2 separate regions of the Sus scrofa genome follow, and region 1 is linked to region 2. Evidence: chromatin contacts called from public HiChIP or PLAC-seq data. All regions are on one chromosome and are shown on one strand. Each heading gives the region's core, a stretch centred on a gene start, on an enhancer-like site or on the middle of the called end of the contact. The rest is flanking DNA. Distances are from core to core; before and after follow the strand shown.

Evidence for each region. HiChIP or PLAC-seq counts read pairs in DNA pulled down with a chosen protein or histone mark.
Region 1: a contact with region 2 is called in an H3K27ac HiChIP or PLAC-seq map of skeletal muscle. The contact joins the promoter of LOC106504840 here to the promoter of PICALM in region 2. A contact is called at or near these places in 2 of 2 datasets of contacts at active chromatin or transcription factors (alveolar macrophages and skeletal muscle).

Annotation. Positions count from the first base shown.
Region 1 is chr9:20,719,966-20,723,685 of Sscrofa11.1, reverse strand. LOC106504840 reads right to left here and starts at 2,044. Exons shown (of 3, transcript XM_013979237.2): 1 at 1,622-2,044. The coding sequence starts at 2,007. It overlaps FZD4 (frizzled-4), which reads left to right and starts at 2,226. Exons shown (of 3, transcript XM_005667210.3): 1 at 2,226-2,307; 2 at 2,310-2,509. The coding sequence starts at 2,226.
Region 2 is chr9:19,945,032-19,949,344 of Sscrofa11.1, reverse strand. PICALM (phosphatidylinositol binding clathrin assembly protein) reads left to right here and starts at 2,431. Exons shown (of 21, transcript NM_001246270.1): 1 at 2,431-2,600. The coding sequence starts at 2,471.

The sequences.
Region 1 (3,720 bases), core at 795-3,294, 770 kb before region 2:
GAAAATAATCCTGCCCTCTCTTTCTGAAAGGTCAGTCTCCTTTGGGCCTCTGTTTGGTTGGTCTTTCGTTTCCTAACAATCGCATTGGTTCTAGCCTCGGTTTCTTCATTTCTTTAAGGGGATAAGAGAGTCTCCTTCCCTGGAAGGTTATAATGATGACTGGAGACAATGCAGCCTATATGGGCCCAAAACTGTAACAGGCACAGAGCCAAATATGAAAAAAAGTTGATTCGATTCTTGCCCTCAGCCAGGTCCAGTTGGTATAATATAAAATAAAATTAAAACTACAAGACATAATTTGAGCTCCATATGAGTTGTACAGAGGTCCTTCTAACTTCCATCCAGCCTCTGCCATATGCCAGACTTGGCTGAAATGGGAAGATATAAACACACAAAAACTTGATCCTTGTCATGAAGCCCCTGGAAAACGGTGTGTTGGACAAAAGAAAAAAAAAAAAAAAAGAAAAAATCTCAGGAAGAGAGTAGAAAGCTCTTAATCCAGATCCTCAGCTCAGACCTGGGCTGCAGGAGTGGTCTTTGGTACCAGACTGGAAGGCAGGAGGCTGTCCCACGACAAGAACAATAACCAAGTTATTTGGCACTAACTATGTGCCAGTCAGTGTGATAAAGGATTTACACGCTTTATCTCATTTAACTCCAAAAGCAATTGTGTGTCATAGATATGAACTTCCTTATTTTACAGATGGCCGGTTTGAGGCTCAGAGAGGACAGTGCCTTGACCACAGTTCTGCCAGGAGTAAATGGTTTAGGAATTCACCTGCTTAGGGTTTCACTGGCCCAACTGCAAAGTGGAGAGTGTGGGCAGCACAAAGCACCGTCCAAGGAGGGCTGAGAGTAAGAGGGGAAAGTTGGGTCCAAACACGGCTCACATGATCCCCAGGACCCTGGCAGAAGCAGAATAAGTTAGAAAGAGATGCAGGCTGCAGAGGAGAGATGTCCGGGAAGCTGGGGGAGGGGAGCCCTGGTGGTTGGGCGCCTTTTCAGCCCCCCCCCTCCCGCGTGCGTAGGTCAAACCTCTCCCCTCCCGCCCTCTCACCCTCCCAACCTTATTTAGAAACCCGTGTCCCCGAGACAGGAAGGGCGGCGGGCCGAGAAGCACGGAGCGTCCCGGTCTCATTTCCTTTCGAATCCCCCTGTGGAATTTCATTTCGTACGGTGAGGAAATCGGAGCGCGAGACCGTCGGCTGGTCGACTGGTCGGCTGCTCTGGGGCGCCTCCCACACTCGCGGCTGGAGCCCGGCAGCTCCGGGGTGCAGGTCGGGCCGAGGCTGGGGGCGGGGAGAGGGGGCCGGGCTCCAACCCTAGCAAGTTCCGAGTGAAAATAGCTGAGAGGTCGCGCTGTACCAGGCACCGTGCTAAGCGTTTTACGCATTATCTCTAATCCTCCCAAGTCTCTTTACGGATGAGGAGACCGACGCCGAGAGGCTGAGCAATTTGCTCAAGGTCACACAGCCAGGATTTAAAGCCCTAATCTTTGCAAATCCAAACCCCGTGTCCTTTGTGTACGTTTCGCTGCCTGATGGGAAGGCGGCCACGGGCCGAGGTGACAGCTGGAAGACAGAAAGGAAAAGGAGCCGACTGATCTGGGAGCACTTCTCACCTGGAAGAGTGGGGGCAGGCTGGCCCGGCCGGAGCGCCTCGGCTCCATCCCGGCCTGGCCCCGGAGCGTCGCGAACAGGGTGGGAGGAAAGCGAGCCGGGAAGCGGGGCGGGGCGCTTCGGGGCGGGAGGGAGGGACCATGGAGTGGGGGGAGGTGGCGGGCGGGGGCCTGACCCTGCCGGGGCAGGGCCCCGCCCCTCGCTGGCCACGGCGCTCGGCCATTGGAGATACGCGCTGTCCGTCCCGCCCCGCCGCCGCCCAGCGAACCTCCAGCGCCGCGGAGGGCTTCAGCGGAGAGAGCGGCGCGGCGCTGGGTGCTGGCGGGCTTTGCAGACGCAGAGCGGACGCGGCCCGCACTGGGTTTGAGGGCTCGCCTTCTGTAGCCATGACCCTCGCAGTCTGTCCTTTGGCCCCGGCGCGAGGTGTCTAATACCCCGCACAGTCGCGCGCAGCTGCGAGAGCCGGCCGCTGCCCCCTCGTCGCCCTTGGCGCCTTATCACTCTCCCTTTCCCGGAGCTGGGAGCAGCGCGGGCAGCCGGCGCCCCGGTGCAAACTGGGGGTGTCTGCTGAAGCAGCCCCCGCCGCCGCTGCCCCCGGCTCTGGCCATGGCCTGGCGGGGCACAGGGCCGCGCGTCCTGGGGGAGCCCGGGGGCGTCGGTCTCAGTCTGCGGCTGCTGCTGCTGCTGCTGTGCTCCTGGGGCCAGCACGGGGCTTCGGGGACGAGGAGGAGCGGCGCTGCGACCCCATCCGCATCTCCATGTGCCAGAACCTGGGCTACAACGTGACCAAGATGCCCAACCTGGTGGGGCACGAGCTGCAGACGGACGCCGAGCTGCAGCTGACAACTTTCACGCCGCTCATCCAGTACGGCTGCTCCAGCCAGCTGCAGGTGGGCGCCCCTACCCCCACCCCGGGCGGGACCCTTCGGGCAGGGACGCCGCAAACTAACTCCGTGGAGTTCTTGCCAGGTCGAGCCCCCTGTCCTCTTCCTAGGCTGAAGGGTAGGACTATCCTGGAAAAGTGATTTCCATCCCCACCCCCACTTTTCTGTCCCTTCTCAGGGACTGGAAGCCAAAACGTTGTGTAAGTCATCTGGCCTGCGAAAGAACCCACTCTTACACCCCGCCCTTCCGTTTTTCTCCCCTGCCCACCCGTGTCTGGCCAAGCCCCTATCCCCAGTGGAGCTGAAGTTATCTTTGCCAAGGGTTCTGGCCGCCGCTGCTCGGTGGGCGAGTCCCCGGCAGGGCAGCCAGCTGCAGCTAAGACTTGGAAGGAGAGATAAGGAGACGGGGCAACTTCTCCTCACTGACCTCCCTTCTCCCCCATATTTCTTGGGTGTGTTATTTAATGACTATTTCTGTAGAATATGGCCCCTCGTGTTGTCCTGCGGGATTTTAGAGGTCGTGCAGGAAGGAATGGTTGCGGTGGTTGAGTTCCTTCTTATCCTCAGGGTTAAGGGCAGGTTTAGTACTTGGAGAGGGAGAAGACATCACTTGGGGAAAAGGTGATGGTACAGTCAAGCTTCAGAAAGCAGTCTATGTATTGGAAGTTTTGGTGGTGTTTTTTGGTTTGGGTTTTTTTTTTTTTTTTTTGCAGTCATTAAAAATTTTAAAGGTTATGTAATAGTATAGAACAATGCAATCCTATCATAGTAAGTGAATTTTCATATACAAGGCGATTATAATCTTACAAAAATAACCAGTTTATTAAGAAAAAAAAAAAGAACTGAAAAGGAATTTCTTTAAATGTTAACACTAGCTGTATTTTGGTTGGTGAGGCTATGAATGATTTTTTTAGAAATTTAGAAAAGAGAGAAGTTGGGGGAAACCAGAGGGTAGCTAAAAGCTTCAGAAATCTGCGGTTCTGGCTGTAACTCCTGAGAGATAAGAAACGGGCAGGCAGCTGACTGACTAGGTGCAGGGATTTTACATAGGTCATTTGAAAAGTTGGACTGTGGTTTCAGAAAGATGGTTGGGATTAGACCTGTTGCTGGTGAAATGTCCCTGTGGAAGTTTCAGGACTTTAGAACTAGGTTCTGAAAGATTAAGAAAATGATTCTCCAGCTCTCAGTTTGGAAACAGCACATATCCTGACATCAGT
Region 2 (4,313 bases), core at 1,182-3,681:
GCCATAGTTTAAGGCATCTGTGGGATTTCAGGGGAAGATATTTCTTGAATACACCAAGTAAAGTAGAACACAAAGAAAACTTAAGCATATAAAATAGGGTAAGTCAGTAATTTCTATCCTTAGAACACTTCCCCATCATCTAAATTTCTTCATATCTTAGTTCACAATTATACATAAACCTCTATAATGATCACTAATTGTTGACATATTTAGATACTTCTAAAATATACCCTTGAAAAAAGTAGTGATATTTCCAATAGAAACTAGTTTATTAATAAGGTGAACATGTCCACAGTTATTTGAATAAAGGTGGCTTGTAAGAACCCCTTTGGCAAAAGTAACAGTGAAATACTTTCCTAGAAATTCATTCGCAGTAGTGCAAAAAATACAAGTTGCGTGGTGCGTGTTTAGGAATAACTTTTACATTTTCCCTAAGGATGAAATATGTAGCTAGTGATGATAGCTAGATGCCATGGTCCTGGGGACCTTAGAGAGTTTTAGCAGTGAAGCTCAGGCCAACCTGTAACTTATTAAGTGGAACTCATAGAAGCACAGCAAGTATGGCTGACAAGATGTCTTGAGAATTGGATAACTCCACTGCCCAATAGACAAAGGGCAGCAAACTGGGCACCAAACCACAGATGGATTGCAGATGCACTGAAGGAAGTCATTACAGTTTTCAGAAATTTGGGGCTGACTTGACAAAGATGAAGCCTGCTGGTTTAAGCACTTTATGTCCTTGGCAAAAACATGTTGCTGCAGAATTTCATCAGCCATAGTGAAAAAAAAAAGGGGGGTAAAGGGAATGGGAGGAGACCACAAAATTCACGATGCTACATAAAATGTTAACTATCTATTAGCTTTGCATCTTTTGAGAGTCACCAGATTGAAGCACAGTGTTTTGGACTGGCTGGCAGATGGTGTACACAGACTGAGTATGTTAGCATTTCATTCAAAACTAGCAAGAGTACATAGGACTATTACGGTAATTTAATATTCATGGAGACTTAAAAATTTATCTTTAAACTTGTGTTGAAAGTGGGGCCCTAATAACATTTAAAAAGACTTTGTTAATAGATCTGGATCTTCTTGAACAGAGCCACAGGATATAACGATTCCTCTAAAATGCCCACAGGACAGGGTCAGTGTCTTCTTTCACTGGAAATCTGGTTTACACGGAGAAAAAAGAGGCCAAAGAGAACAAAGACCAAACCAGGGGAGATGGCAGGTAGTGATGTCTGGGTTCTCTGAAAGGGACTTCTCCATTTACCACCCTCTCACTTCCTTCTATGGTCTGAACCTTTAATCACCACAGCAGTCAGCCTTGTAGGGTCAAGCTAATCTTTGTTGACATCATCCTACTACTTCCCTTTTCAAATTCCAGTGCAGCTATGTGTTTCCTGTCCTATTTGACACCCTAGAGGAACAATACTGGCTCACTGGTATCCAAATTTAGACTGGCAGTTTTCAGAGAAGGGATAAACAAATACAGGTGACAATGCCAAACCTCTCAAGAAAAAGGGGAAAAAGCCCAACCCTTCTGGGGGTAAATAAGCAGGGACAGCTTCGATATCCACAGCAGGGAGAGGCCTGGTGGCAGGTTCTGAGAGTGGGCCAGCGGAGACCTTCTCCTTCAAGCCTGGAGGCTGGCTTTGGGGGCATCCCTAAACACATTCTGGATCCCGCTAGGAACGCCCGGGGAGCTCTGACACCCCTTTCCTCAGCGGGAGCTGCGAAGTCAGCTGCATCTCCTCTTTGTCAAGACGTTGGTTCCAACCGCAGACACTAGGATACCCTTGGGATGGGAGCGGGAAGAAGCCATACGTGCCTCCCCAGCGCGCCGGACTCGCCGCCCCTCCCCCGCGTCGCCCCGCCCCCCTCTGTGACCCCCGCGAGACCGGCCTCGGGCGACCTGTTGGCAGGGAACGTCACGTGACGCGGCGGGCCGCCGCACTCCGCCCGGGAGGGCCTCCTGTTGCGCCCGCCGGGCGGGTTCCATCACGTAACGCGCGGGCGCCGCCCCGCTCTTCCCTCGCCGAGCGAGGGAGGGCGGGCGTCGAAGAGGAAAGAGAAGGGAAAAGGGGCGGGAGAAGGAGAAGGCGGGGCGGCGCCCGAGTCACGTGACCCGGGCAGCCCGGAAAGCTCCGAGGAGGAGCCTGGCGCCGCCATTTTCCTGCAGCTGCCTGTCCCTCTTGCCCTGCCCGGCTCCAGCTGACCAGGGAAGGGGTGGGCTGAGCTGAGGCGGGGGCAGGGGAGTGCCCGACACCGTGCCTGACCCCGCGGGTGACAAGAGCCGGTTCTTGCCTGGCTGGGTGGCAGCAAGCGGCCCTGAGCCCCGCCCCAGGCCGGCAGGCGGAGAAGGAGCCGGTGGGGGTAGGGGGTGCGGTGGGGGGGTGGGGGTCCTCCGGCGCTTGGGGGTCCCAGTCCCCGCCGGCTGCCGAGCGGGAGGGGTGGCGGAGGAGCCGCAGAGATGTCCGGCCAGAGCTTGACGGACCGAATCACCGCCGCCCAGCACAGTGTCACCGGCTCTGCCGTATCCAAGACAGTATGCAAGGCCACGACCCACGAGATCATGGGGCCCAAGAAAAAGCACCTGGACTGTGAGTGAAGCCGACCACGGCCCCCCGCGACCCGCGTCTGTCTTTCTTCTCATCTCTTTTCTTCTTCAGCTGCCTCTCACCTCCCTGCGTCTCATCCGGCTCGGCGGGTCCTGTGCGCGTCCGAGCTGTGTTCTTTTTGCTTCCATCACACCTGCCTTCACGGCTTCCGTTCCCTGTCTAAGAATCCCTGACAAGCCACTCCCCTCCGGGTTCCTCGGGGACCCTCGCTTCCCTGCCCGGTGCGCCGCGATACCCTCTCACCACCGACCAACTTGCCTCTCCCTCTGGCTCCCCACCTCCCGGCCTCTATCTCTCTCCTGCAGCCTTCTGCTCTTTCATCCCACCCGTCCGGTGCTGCCTAGCCGCCCTCTCCCGTGCGTCTCCCCGCTTGCTCTCCGTCTCACCGCCCTATTGTTTCCCTACGAGCCGCCTTCGGGTTTCCGTGAACGCCGGGTTCGGTGGACCCGGATCCCAGTTTCTCTGCCGCTCTGAGGGCTGCCTCCTTTGAAGCGATTCCCACTATCCGCCTCTGTCCCTGTCCTTCCCGGGTTTCTCATCCACCTCCCTCCCCCCCCCCCCCCCGCCTTGGGTTACCTTTCTTTGCCTCTGTAGCTTCCGTTAGGTTCCGTCGTCCCATTTGAAATATCATGGTCAATGCCCGACTTTTATCCCAGACCACTTTTCTTCAAGGGGGGGTGGATGTAAAGGGATTCCGTTGGGGTAGGAAAAGCTTTGTGGAACGTTGGCATTTTTAAGTCACCTCTAGTGGAATTTAATCTTTGTGTTTTCCATGCTTTTGACTAGGATAAGTTGTGTCAGGCACCTCCCTCGCCCCCTTTCTTTCTAATGGGTATATGGAAAAGGGTTTGCTGATTTTTGCTGTCATCTCCTAGAGCTGTTAAACCTGACGGTTTGAATGTAGAAACTTGAGCGGAAGAGTAGACTATTGGCATTTATGATAGTCTACTATTTTAATAATCTGACCTACAGATAACGTACATCTTTTTAAAAACTGGTGAAAAGATACTTGGTGAGGCTTGAGTTTGGACTCCGTTTTAATTTATGCTGGTTATCTTTTGGAGGACTAGCTTTTCTTACACGGCATGGTATTACACCATTCACTAACTTGTATATACCATTAGTAGAGCTAACTCCTCCCAACTTTTTCCAAACCTGGAAGCCACCTGTAATATCCTCCTTTTTCATAACACTCCTTTACCTCAAGGTACAAAGATCAGTGATTACTCAAGCTTTGACTTAGTGGAGTTTTGATCTGAAACTTTTCAAGGAAACATAGAGAAAAAGGCATAATAATAAGTTCTTTTTAAAAAAATGGCTGTTGGACACGTCCTTTCATTCTACATGAACGTTACTTTGCTTTACTATTTGAAGCAAGAGTGAGCATGTTCTGAAAGGGAATTCACTGATGAGAGAGTCCTGTTTTGATTTCTCGTTTGGACTTTGGCAGTAAGGTTTGCGCTTAAAAAAAAGTGTACAAAATGTGAATTCTTCCAAGATACTTTGCTCGTGAAGTACTGTTAGAACAAGTTATTGGTACAGACAAACCCATTATTCATTGTGACTTGTTCCTTCCTTGTGGAAAAGTTTAAAAAAACATCATTACTATTTGGTTCTTCTCTCTGATATGTGGATGAGGCAGGCTGCTTATTAACCATCAATCCTTGATTGTTTTAGATAATTCAGTAACACTCT